2 separate regions of the Camelus bactrianus genome follow, and region 1 is linked to region 2. Evidence: chromatin contacts called from public Hi-C data. All regions are on one chromosome and are shown on one strand. The core of a region is the stretch at or near the end of the contact, and the rest is flanking DNA. Distances in the headings are between cores, read along the strand shown. Region 1 holds the start of STAMBP (STAM binding protein). Region 2 holds the start of BOLA3 (bolA family member 3).

The links. A called contact is a pair of places that touch in the nucleus more often than the background predicts.
Region 1: a contact with region 2 is called in a Hi-C map of liver, with 4 times the contacts expected there. The contact joins the promoter of STAMBP here to the promoter of BOLA3 in region 2. A contact is called at or near these places in 2 of 2 Hi-C or Micro-C datasets (blood and liver).

The regions. Positions count from the first base shown.
Region 1 is chr15:67,791,981-67,798,464 of ASM4877302v1, reverse strand. STAMBP (STAM binding protein) reads left to right here and starts at 1,831. Exons shown (of 11, transcript XR_012499027.1): 1 at 1,831-1,941; 2 at 3,903-4,120.
Region 2 is chr15:67,535,224-67,541,257 of ASM4877302v1, reverse strand. BOLA3 (bolA family member 3) reads right to left here and starts at 1,389. Exons shown (of 4, transcript XM_074341349.1): 1 at 1,234-1,389. The coding sequence starts at 1,287. LOC123616138 (a long non-coding RNA gene) reads left to right here and starts at 790. Exons shown (of 2, transcript XR_012499021.1): 1 at 790-928; 2 at 1,065-2,836.

The sequences.
Region 1 (6,484 bases), core at 582-3,081, 260 kb before region 2:
CAATACAGTAAGGCAGATCACTTTTTTATTACGGTAACTATTTTTAGAGTTTAAAGAAATTGTAGATACTCTTCTGGAAAGCAATAGAACAACACAATTAAATTATGGGGTAATGCAAATCAGACTCCAAAGCAAATGGGTTTGAATTTCAGCTTTAAAGAGTTTAACACTTGTCAAGCACATTCATTTATGAAATATCATGTGTAGAAAAATACTTGAAATTTTTGCAGCAATCAAAAGCAAGCAAATTCATTGATTTATTTAGTGGTTGAGAACACATGCATATTGATATAATATTTCCAGACAATGCTAAATAGTCTACTAATATTTTTAAAACATTATAAGGCTGCATACATTGAGGCAAGGGACAAATTCAAATGTCATTTTAAATAAACTTCAGATTAGGTATTGAAATAGGTTATAAATGTTAAAACATTTAATGAATATCATGATGACCAAGAACTAACATTGCTAACCTAAAACAAATGTGCACCTGCTTCTATGTGATGGTAATCTCAAATTCTATAATCTCAACAGAATGTTAACCCATGAAAACAGAGAAATCTCTGGTGGCAAGCTGCAGAAATCTTTCTTTAATGAAGCTTTGAACATCTTTCGGTTTGAAAAGGAAATAATTATAGAAAACATGCTTTTCAAATTTACAGGTAAAATTTTGTTGCAATATAACGCTAAAAAAAAAGGTTAATGATTTAACCAGTATCCAAAAAAAGAACTTGAGAGGCTAAAGTGGTGTGCTAAAGTTTACAACATGAAATTTACTTTTAGATCCTACTAGTGGAAACCGCTAGAATGACTGCTCATCTCCCCAAATGCTTCTCCTCTGAAAACCTTGCCACTAACCAGAATGGACCCTAACAGCCAATGAGTCCAATGTGGCCTACCTCTCTGGCCACAAAGGTTTAAAACAGAACTGGACATTGAGTTTTTGAATGTGGCAGTGCACAAAATTAAGGTGAAATGAAGCACTGAGAGTTGAGTAATTTCTAAAAAAATAAGTGAATGAAAATTCAGAGTATGCAAATTTCCACATAGATAAGACCTGAGAATATGTATTTAGCAATAAAAATAAAACTAAAAACACAACTTACCTCGTGGTTTTCCAATGATATTTATTCATACATTCTTAGTAGTGTATATAGGACATCGATAGGCTTCTGGGGATAGAGATCAACATGCAACCAATTTTGGTAAAGTTCATACAGTTTTCTGCCAAGAACTGGGACAAGGTAGCTTTTAGGACTGACATAACCTAATGCAATGGAGCAGGAGACTTGCTTGGCTCCCTGCAGCAAAGGCTGCACTTTCCTTCCCCACAACCTTATGTCAGTAGATTGGCTTTACTGGGCAGGCAAATGGACCCAAGTTTGGTTCTGTAACAACGTAAACATTTAACGCACCCATAAATGTGAGGACATGGGGTAAGCATGGACGTTACCAGAGACTAATTCGAATAAATGTATGATTTATGTGGTAGATTTTATCTGATGGCACACTTTTGAGGCTTTTCTAAGGGATGTTTATTACAACTTGGGTAGACTTTCGCATGGAAGGAATGTCCTGATCCGTTTACTGTGTCTGTACTAATCTAAAAACAAGTTAGCTTGGACATCGGATCCTCTGCCCACCTGCTTCCCACTTCTTTCTCGTTGATCTTCCTTTACCAAAATGGCCGCGCCCAGCTCGCTCCTCATTGGTGGTTCCCACCCACCCACAGCAGGTGGCAGCTCTAGCCCCGCCCACCAGCCGCCGCCAGGGGTCCTCAGTTCTTTACTATTAGAGGGAGGGGGCGGGGCGGGCGCCGGACGTGACGTTTCCGGAAGCTCCGGGTGTCGTCCGCGGGGACAGGTGGGAAAGGGTCCCTGGAGTGTGGTGGCGCCGGGGACGCTGAGGGTGGTCGGACTGTGACGGCGAGCGGCCGCCGTGAGTGTGGGGCCTGCGGCCTTCTCCTTCCCGCGCCTCCTGCCCGGCTCGCCGCGCGCGAGGCCCCTGCCGGCTCCCGTCCCCAGCCGGGCCGGCGCGGCCCCAACTACCTCACGCAAAAGACCCGAAAACCTTCGATAATTTTGCCCGGTGTTAACAACTTGGGCTTTGCGTGCCTTTGAGAAGGGGGCCTCACGCAGTTTCCCAGAGATCCCTCTCCGCTGTATACGCCCCTTTCGCTTATTGCTGCTACTTCCTTTCGCCTCATCTTTCCCACCTTCTCCCCTTTTTTGCGGATGCTGCCTCCCCTCTCTGGAGTGTTGCTCAGCCCTGTAGTCCCGGGCATCGCTTGCTGGCCTCGGGAGGGGGTTGCATTCTTGACCAAAAGATCATCGTCTCCCGGGAGGTACTGAGAAGCAACAACAAGCTTTCTATGTATGCTTCAGTTAGCTTTGATGGGCTCTGCCCTCAGTTTACTAAATAAGCAACTTAGGGAGGTTTTAGATATGCTAGCCGCTTTCTGAGTCCCTGAAAAGGCTCCTGCAGGAGATGAAGTGTCGTTACATCTCTGGTAGTCCTCAGAGCTTTTGCACTCTAGTGAGGGTGTTTGAGAAGACACTTGGTGGAGGGAAGTGTGACCTAGAGATGGAATTGGCCCAGAGAAGACCATCTCTGAGGGAGGAGTTGGAATGGAAAGCAAAAACAGCGGGTAGACAATGAAACTGAAATGTGAGGATTTCTGGGCAGGTAACAATCCTGACTGAAGAAAAACATCTCAGCGGGGAACTAGTAAGGTTTTAAGATTGGAAGGACAAAACGGGGCCAGCTGACACAGGGCCTTGAATTCCAAAATCTACGACAGCTTGTGTTTTCTACAGCATGCTGGTTAGGGTGTGCTGTAATTCAGTGTAATGTAATCAAATACCCAGATTTAAAAAAAAAATTTTTTTTTGTGGGGGGTAGGTAGTTATTAGGTTTGTTTATTTATTTTTTTAATGGAGGTACTGGGGATTGAACCTAGGACCTAGTGCATGCTTAGCATGCACGCTACCACTGAGCTATACCCTCCTCCCTTAAATACTCGGATTCTTTTTGGAAATGATGTAGAGTGATACCTGATTAAAAGTTGGAATCTGATTCTAACAGCAACAATATCAAGAAAGATTGTAGAATTACTGAGACTCGGGGAGGGGGGAGGGAAACTCCCAGGTTTTTTGTTGGTTTGTTTTTTGCATTTCAAGTTACCTTTGTGTCCTTTTGTTATTCAAAGAGTGCTTAGTCTTTGAAGATAAATTTCAGTAAATGTTTTCTAGCTCTGAATTCCTTGCCCTGAAATGATGAATGATGTTGTAGATTGACTAGAAGAGTGGTTTCTTGAGCAGAGTTAGGTTTATGAGCATTCATTCCCACATCAGTTCCCCAACTAACCTTGTGCTCAAGTGTGAGAAAATACAGAGAAACGTCAGTTACTCTCAGATTAAATTAACATGATGAAACTTGAAGTCATTTAACAATCATCATGAAAGTTCATTGCATATACTCTGTCAGGTACTGAGGTGGATGGAAGTTGGTAGCTGGGAGGAGAAGTAGTGAAAAAAATATAAGATACTGTCCCTCTTTTTATGATGCCCAGGGCAGGGCCACCTAATGACAGGGAGTGATTAACACAAAGGGTAGAGCTGAACCCCTTGTAGCTCATAGTTACACTCTTTGTACCACCGAATTATGGCACAGGGATTATGGGTTTTTGCGTGTGTGCCAAGCCTTTTATGATTGTGATACGGGCTTCCTTGAGGGGCTCAGGCTTCTCAAGGGAAAGAAATCTTACTTAATATGAGCCACAACACATGGTATTCTCTTAATTTCTTCGTAAGGTAGAGGTTTGTGGGATAAACACTGTACTAGGCTGTGCTGGGATGATGGGGCTTTGGTGTTGATGCCATCTGTTTTTTCTGTTTCAGAACTTCTTGGTCCTGATGTCTGACCATGGAGATGTGAGCCTCCCACCCGAAGACCGGGTGAGGGCTCTCTCCCAGATAGGTAGTGCAGTGGAGGTAAATGAAGACATTCCACCCCGACGGTACTTCCGCTCTGGAGTCGAGATTATCCGAATGGCGTCCATTTACTGTGAGGAAGGCAACATTGAACATGCCTTCATCCTCTATAACAAGTATATCACGTAAGACACTCCCAGTTTCCTCTGTTTTTCCGGTGACTGATGCCTCACTCATTCTGTTCTTGTGCTCATTTATTTCTGCTCAGAATTGCTAAAACTAGAGAACTTTACAACATCATCATCATTAATCATTGTTGCTGGCAGCTCCTACACGTTAGCTGTCCTTGACATTCAAAGACATGAGTATTGAAAGTGTTGTTTTCATGACTCAGTCATTTCATGAGTAAGAGACCTAGCTCTTTGGCCTGTCCCACATGGCCCAGCTGTTAGGCAAGAAAGTTGGTGTTTAAACTATGCATGTTTTGTGTTGATGAGTGTTTTTCCTGTCCTTTCTCTATTTAGGCAGCCAATCTTAGGATTATTGTTGAGGTTTAGCAGAGCCAAAATCCCTCACCTCTGCTTATTTTGTAGCAAACTGAGTGATTCAGGAAAAAGCGTTTTCTTCTTAACCTTAATCATAATCATGCAAATCATCAAATAAGTATTGACCACCTACAGTTTGTGTAGCTCACCATAAAACCTTTTTTTTGAGTTGCTTAGCCCCTTAGGATAGGCAGCAAAAATTGAAATTTTCAGTTCAGTTAACAGGGAACAGTTCCTAAAAACCCCAGTGATAATTAAATGGTGTCAAATTCAGGAAGGGAATTAGTTAAAGGGTCTCATTTATAACTTCTAGTCATATTCTTTCATAATACCAAGACCCTAAAATAATAATAATAATCACATTGTATTTGTATGGCTCTTAATACTTCATAGAGTATTTTATTTGAGCGTCACAGTTCTGTGTACATTAAGTAAGGCACATCGTCCTCGCATGCTACATGTGAGGAAATTGGCTTCAGGTTTAGTGGTAGGCTTGGTTCCATTGTTCAGAGAGACAAAACCCAGATTTTCTAACTCTTAATTCAGGATTCATTCTATGACAGAGCACTTGTTTTAGGTTTTTGGTTTTTTTTTCTTTTTCTTTTTGGTAATGTTTCATGAATTGAAGGTGGTCTTTTGAGATCATGGTCTTGAGCCACACTACTTTTTGGTTATTTTTTATTGTTTTTTGAATAGGTAACATGCATGTGTCATACAGAATTCAGAAGGTGCAAAAAAGTATATATATTTAAAAATAAATCTCGCTACCACTCCTCTTTCCCCCCAAACCCTCAGTTCCCCTCCCCAGAGACAGTCACTCTGATTCGTTTCTTCTCTGTTCTTCTGGAGGTGATGTATGCCTATCAGTTACATCATGTGAAGGTTTTGATCACATACTACTCTAAAGCACGGTTTGTCAGCTTTGGTGTTATTGACATGTTGGGCTGAATAATTCTTTGTTGCAGGGAGTGTCCTGTGCACCATAGGGTGTTTAACAGCATCTCTGGTCTCTACCTGCTAGATGCCAGTAGAGCCCCTTCCCCGAAAGTTGTTACAGCCAGAAATGTCTCCAGACATCCCCTAATGCTTCCTGAGAGAGAAAACTGCCCCAGCTGAGACCAGTGCTCTAAAAAAAGCATAGGTGAAGAGTGGGTTTCCTAGAATTCGTGTTGTAAAAGGGACTGCTGTTGTCTTTTTTTTTTTTTTTAACATTTAGAAGTAGTGCCTGTTTCCTCCAAGATCTTACAGTCCATCCATGTCATTATGCCTTGTTATGTGGCCTCAATGTTGATAAAGTTTTATACAATTATAATTACATTTCTGCCTCTCTTTGCTGTTACGAGTTTTTCATTCCTAGGCACAGTGGGCACCGAATTAATTTTCCTGAAGAGTTTCTTTGGCTACTGTCCTTCTCTCCATGTACTCTGCTGCTGGCAGAAGTAGCTTTCTTAAATATTTCCAGTAATCTTGTAACTCTCCCAGAATGAGAGGCACAATTCCTTCAGGGAATGGTAGTTGAGGAAGTTCAGTAGAATCATGGAATCATTCTACCAGGTATTTTCTGGGTCTTCTTGCCCCACGTAGAAAGTGCTTTGAGGGTGTGGACCCAAATTCATTCAGCAAATACATATTGTGTATACCTACTAACTGCTTGACACTGTACAAATAATAAGTAAAATAGCCCCTTATTATGGTTATGGGAGAAGACAGTCACAAGTAAAGAAATAAATACACAGTCCCCAAAACAGGGAAATAGGGAAATTAAATAGAATAAGAGCTATCTGAGAAAGTAAGATTTACACTGAAACTTGAAGGGTGCTATAGAGCTGGTCATTCCAAGAGCCTAAAGCAGACCATTTAGAATAGATACAACTATGTATTTGGAAGCTCTTAGGTAGGAAAGACCTTAGTGTGGTCTGGGGATCGAAAGGTCATTGTGTTTGGAGTACAGCAGGTGAAGAGGGACAAGGGCTACAGAGGAAGTTGGGGAGGCAGGCGTGGCTG
Region 2 (6,034 bases), core at 140-2,639:
AGCGCTGTTCATTAAGCGCTGGTGCCGAAGGTACCGTGCCTTCACCCGCTCAGTGCTGCCCATCCGCAGGCCTTTCCTGACGGCCCAGACCAGGACCTGTGTCACAGACTCTCGGAGCACTTTTTTTAAAGTCACCTGCGCACTAACTCTTTGCCAACCAGTCTTCAGAGGCCAAGACTGAGCCTGTCCTGTTACTGTGGTCTTCCAGAGCTGAGCCAGGGCAGGCACTCAGGAGGACTCCGGTGATGGATGGATGGATGGATGAGCAGGGAAAGAACCACATATTCAGGGCATACCTACTGTGAACCCGCAAATAAGTCCCGATTCCAGGGGCAGCTGAAATGCAGGTCAGGAGAAAGATCTGGAGGGAGACAGTGCTGTACAGAGGGACAGAAACTTTATGTTGTGGGCCTGTGTAAGACTGAGGAGGGAAGTGGGACCTCTTCTGAAGACAGGGCCCTGGAGGGCAAAGGCAGAGGGTAGCCAGGTGGCAGGCAGAAGCAGCAATCACTAAGGGGTGAGGGTGGTAGCACCGTTGACTCCTCGGGGAAAGCCTTCTCTCATCTTAGCTGATTTGCAGGCAGCGGCCTTGAACTAGCAATCTATTGACAAAAATCTCCGGAGTGCCGACTGTCCACGCTGAAAGTCACCAGCAGAACTGCTCTTCATGCTTGCAGAGGCAGGTCCCAGAGAAGGCGGGACGTGAGCGGAAAGCCAAAGAAGTGGATGAAGGCAGGAAAAGGATGCATCAGAAAGGAGGAGAGAGCGCGCAGTGAGTGCCCTCTGCTGGCCTCCTACTCCGGGAGTGTGGGATTTGGGGAGGGTCAAGGTCACAGAAGCCGGGCGGACGCTCCGGAGCCGCGCCCCAGCCACAGTCCCCGGCACGCACGCCGCGACTCCGGGCTCTGACTCCCACGTCTTCGGATCGGTAAGTCAGCGCTGCCTTCCCGCGCCCGCTGTGTTGTGACTGTTTCCTTGTCTGCTCCCCTCGCCCTCCACCCCCAACCCGGTTCGCGAGCTCCCCCAGCGCGCGCCGGGCCTGACACTTCTCCGAACGCCCGCAGCCGGACCCCCAGAATGACGAACCGACGAATGAATGACTGAGAGAGAAAGGCAGGGGAAGCCCCGGCCCGGCGCGCCGCCCTCCGCGAGCGCGTTCTGCAGCCCCGGCCCCGCGGCCGGCCCGCGCCGCTCCCGCCCGGGGAAAGCAGCCCGGTCCCCGCCCGCGCTCACCCCGCGGGTCCCGCGGAGTAGAGGCGCCGCCGCGGCCGGGCTCCACGCCGCCATGCCCGGCCGACGCGCCCGCCGCCCGAGGTCGCCGCTGTGGTCCTAAAAGGCGCGGAGCCCCGGGACCAGAGCCGCCGCCGGCGAGGCCGCCCCCTGTCGTCCGGAGGCCGCGAGTCGCCCGGCCAGCTCAGGGCCCCGCCCTCAGCCCCAGCTCACACCCCGGGGCTTCTGTTGCCTCCCAGGCCTCGGTCCGGGCGGGTCCTTCCTCCTCCGCCTGGAAGCCTGTCCGAAGTACTCAACCCAGGCCCTAGATGGAACGCCTCCATTCCCACTCCACACCCGGCAACCGGCTGCTCAACTGAGGCGCCTGGCTTTCTCCCTCCAGGAGGGAGCCAGGGAAGAACCTTAAGGAGGGGAGTCGTTTTCAGATTTGCATGTTAGAAAGATCACTCTGGCTCCTGCGATAAGCGGAGACAGCAGGGAGCTGAAAACTGGAGATGAGGACTGAAGTCCCGAGGCTATTGCAACGGTCCAGGTGAGACTTGAAGCCGGAACTGAAGGAATGACGCCAAGGATAGGAGTGGATTGAGACACCTGGGAGGTGACTGGACTGGCGTGACCGCATTGGCGGGTGAGGGGATGGTGTCAGGGATGACTCTCGGCTTGCCGGCTTGGACAGTGAAATTGGGAGAGTCAGGCTAGGTTTGGAGTGAAGGGGGTTCACTCACTCCGTTTTGGATTTGCCTGAACTTAAGACGTCTGCAGGACATGGCCCAGCAGAGGCGGAGGCTGGAGCCACAGACCTTGGAGTCTTGAGAACGCAGTGGAAACTGACACCATCAGGGACAGGTAAGGTTGTGGGCAAACCTGTCCTGCCTCTGGAATACTTCAGACAGTTGTCAAAGCCAGAATTCAACCAAGCCTTTTCTTTGGCAGCATTTGTTTGCAGCATGTGGTCTAGTATACCCTGAAGCATGTACCAGCTCTTTTTGCTATTGCATTCTGGCCTATAAAATCAATATGTTCAGTGTTGCACTTGGGTGGGTTGTGTAAGCAAATACAGTAGAAGAGAATCAAGCATGGCTTTGTCAAGCAAAAGATAAGCCATTTCTGGCCCAGGTCATTTTGTGATCTAAGCCTGGCCACAACGCTTGCCTTTAAACAGGTCTCAGTAATTAATGGTCTTAAGGAAACAAAAGAATGCAGGAACAAATGACTGTTACCAGGCAAGAGAAGTAACAATGGCAAAGATAATAACTGTTGGTAAAGATTAGCCTGGATTATGCTCTTGAGGTGATTTGCAGAATTCAAGCCCCTCACCCTCACCCTGCCCCACTCCAGCAGTCAGTCACAAGATCAGCTGTACTTAAGGAATGATGGTTTTGACCTTTCTTGAGCCTCGTGACTCCAATCAACTAAAACTTGGACTCTGTCAACCTTTGCCCCAACTCTAGACTGAATTCTTGTCTGCTCCACCCCCACATGAATATGCATGTACCCTTGGCTTAAAAATTCCTCAATTTTGCTTTTCCAGGAGACACTGCTTTAGGAAATATCCCCAGTGTTTTCTTACTTGCTGTAATAAATCCTTCCTTCTCCTGCTCTTTGACTTGGATGTATCATTTGGCTTGACACCAAGAGGCAAACCCTGTTTTCAGGTAACAGTTGGACAGACCTACAGTTGGATAGACCTACAGTTGTTCTTCAAACTGATCAGCCAAAAATACGCTCATTCATTCCAGTACCAGTCGAGTGATTCATATGACTAAAAAGAAAACTGCAGGCCCCAAATGGAGTCAGTTATGCTAGGCCACACCACCAAACGGGCTTAATATGTAACGCAATTAAAATTTCAACCTCTGCCAGAAATGCAGTCTTAACTGGTTGGTCAGGAATTTTCTGGTCAACACCAATGAAGTAATCTGTCATACAGACTCCTCCCATTCCCCATAGGTAGGTTACCTACACCTAAAATAATCTTTTTTGACTTCCTTATCTTGCCTTTAAAAACCTTTCCCTTTCTGTAGTCCTTTGGCTGTTGCCTGAATCACGGATCATTCAATAAAACCAATTAGATCTTTAAAATTCGCTCAGTTCAATTTTGTCTTTTTACTGTTTTAACTCTAAGAATTTTTCCTCTGGCACATTTTTTGCTTGAGTCCTTAAAAATTACGGATGGTGGGATTAGGGATGAATTGCTCATCTTTCATTTTTCTTCACACATCTAACTAAAACTGCCAAAATAACTTTTTCTAGTCTACAGTGGCAACCACTTCTGCTACTCAGACCACGTGGTTCAAATGAGGCAGACCCCCTTGCCACCTCTAGGAGTGGTCACATGACCCGGGTCTGACCAGACTGGCTTAGGGCTGGTCACATGATCTGAGCCAGACTAAAGGGAGCTGGTCTAGGGACTTGCCCAGAACTAAGGAACATAAAGGATTACTTGCCACTGGATTGCTAAACTGGTAGAAAGCCTACTCTTGGCAACCATCTTTGCAATCACGTGGGCAGTGCCACTTTGGACATGAAGCAGACAGACGAAAGGAGAGCTGAGAGGAGACATATTTGACATCCTTTATGCAACTGGAAACAAGCAGTGCCAGAAATGAGAGCTTAAGTCATTTTAGTTGGTTTTGTTATTTGTAACTAAGAGACCAATGTTAAACTCACTGATTTGTATTTGCAAAATTTCTCCTTTCCTTTATTGAAAGTATTTTTGCTAATCTCCAGCCTTCATCCCCATAATTTAACAGCAGCTCACATTGCTATTTTGGACCATCACTCTGCTTTGGTATTCCCCTCTTATCCTCAGTTTTCCACACTGCCATCAGAGCCATCTGAAATGAACACTTGTCCTTTATTTCCTTCTCTAAAATCCTTCAGCCTTATCATCACCTACAGGTAAAAATCCAAGATCTTCCTATGATCAAACCGCCTATCTACCTTTCCAACTGAAATGTACCCTTAGCTAATACTAGACTGCTTCCACTTCCTTGGACAAACTATGCAACAATTTTGCTTATGCAGTAACTACCCATTTTTCAAGCCAGTTCAAGCCTTGTCTTCCCCAGGGAGACACCTCTGGCTGCCCCACAGTAAACTAAGGGCCCACAACATGCGCATAACTTTTATTACACAAATGGCCCTTTAGAACTATCAGTTTATGTGTATGTCTGCTTTTTCCACTGGTCCATGAACTCCATGACACGTTCTTGCTTTAACAGTAAACTATGTCAAAGGTCCAGCATGGCATGGGACAAAAGGGCTGTGATTACTGAACAAAACTGACAGTGGTTTAGCAATTCTGGCCCCACGGTGTGAATCTGAACCTTTTTAGAAAAGGATTTTCAGGGCAACCTCACCATCTTGGGATTCCAAATTAGCTCCAACTTTAACAGTTCACAGATACTTTTTTATGCTAGAAGCAAATAAAAGGCCAGTTTTTTACCTTATGATTAGAAGTGTAATGCCTTCAGTCTCAAGAAATGGGTCTATCCCTTCTGCATTTTGCTTTCTGTCCTGAACTTGAGTCTCTTCATTTTATTGGTCCGTGATCACTCCCAGTTTTCACCCTTATATTTACATCTGAGCTAATGCGGAAAAGTCCTTAAGTAGGATCTATTTGGGTACATCTTTTTTTTTTAACCTCATTGGGATGATTTTTAATTGCAGTCATTTTACTTTTATAGAGCCTCCCAGCTAGTCTTGAGCACACAGAATTTTCACAAAGGCACCCCACAGGAAGAGATCTGCCTTTCCATGTCTTCGAAGTCTGAGATTTTGTGACATGGTCTAAAAAACAATTCCTAACATCTCTCTCAAATGCCACCCCCTCCCCAGGTTGCTGTAAGGATTAAATGAGATAAACCCGCTAAAAGACTCCCCTAAATCAGGTAGGTTCCTGTAAGGAAGTGATATTCAAACTGCTGGTCAGCAGCAAGATACAGCACTCGGCCAGAATCTGAATCAATAATCTATTCCCTTCAGTTAGCAAATCTGCTACAAAAAAAATAAAGTCAGCTGAGCTAAACAATACACTCATATACTTAAATTTTAGTGAAAACTCCTCATCTTTTCACACAACAGGAACAAAAAGTTCACAGAGCAGCAGCCTGTCCAAGCTTTTGGATCATCCAGGATCTTTCCAACTACTCGCTATACGCTCTTAACCCCAAGTAAACTCCAGAATCTTTTTCTTAGCCCCTTTTGCAGCCACGACAGAGGTATGTGACCTAGAATCTGCCAACCAGAGGTGCCCATTTAAGGTTTTGATTAGGAAGAAACACAAAAGGAAGAAGGTGCTAGGTGAAATCCTTTATTCTGGTCAAGGCAGATGCATCTAGCTTTTGGGGGGAGCTAAGGCCAACTGACATCTAGTGGCCAGCAATGAGTAACAACGCAGGCTATCGTGTCGGGTCCATACCTAGCCCGACAGCAGTGGGTAACGCCAGAGAAGGCCCACGGCGTGGTTTGGACACCGTTTCTGGCTGTGCAGCTTCCAAGCCAGACTCTGGCCTTCCCAGATATTACTTCAGTTCTTCTTCTACTCATTTATAAAGGTTGAAATAGCTTCAAACTTTAGCCTTAAACACCCTTGCAAACTTAACACTTTGGCCATACGTTTTAAGCTCACTGAAAAAAAAACTATATTTAAAAAAAAATCCAGAACTTGATTGCTAGCTTACCGTGCCTTTGCATAAAATGAGTGTTAACCTGTATTCTTTAGTCACATTCGTTAAGTTTTTAATTTTAACTCCATTTTAAAAAGGTCAAAACAATTCTAGCACTGCTATTTTGAATAGAC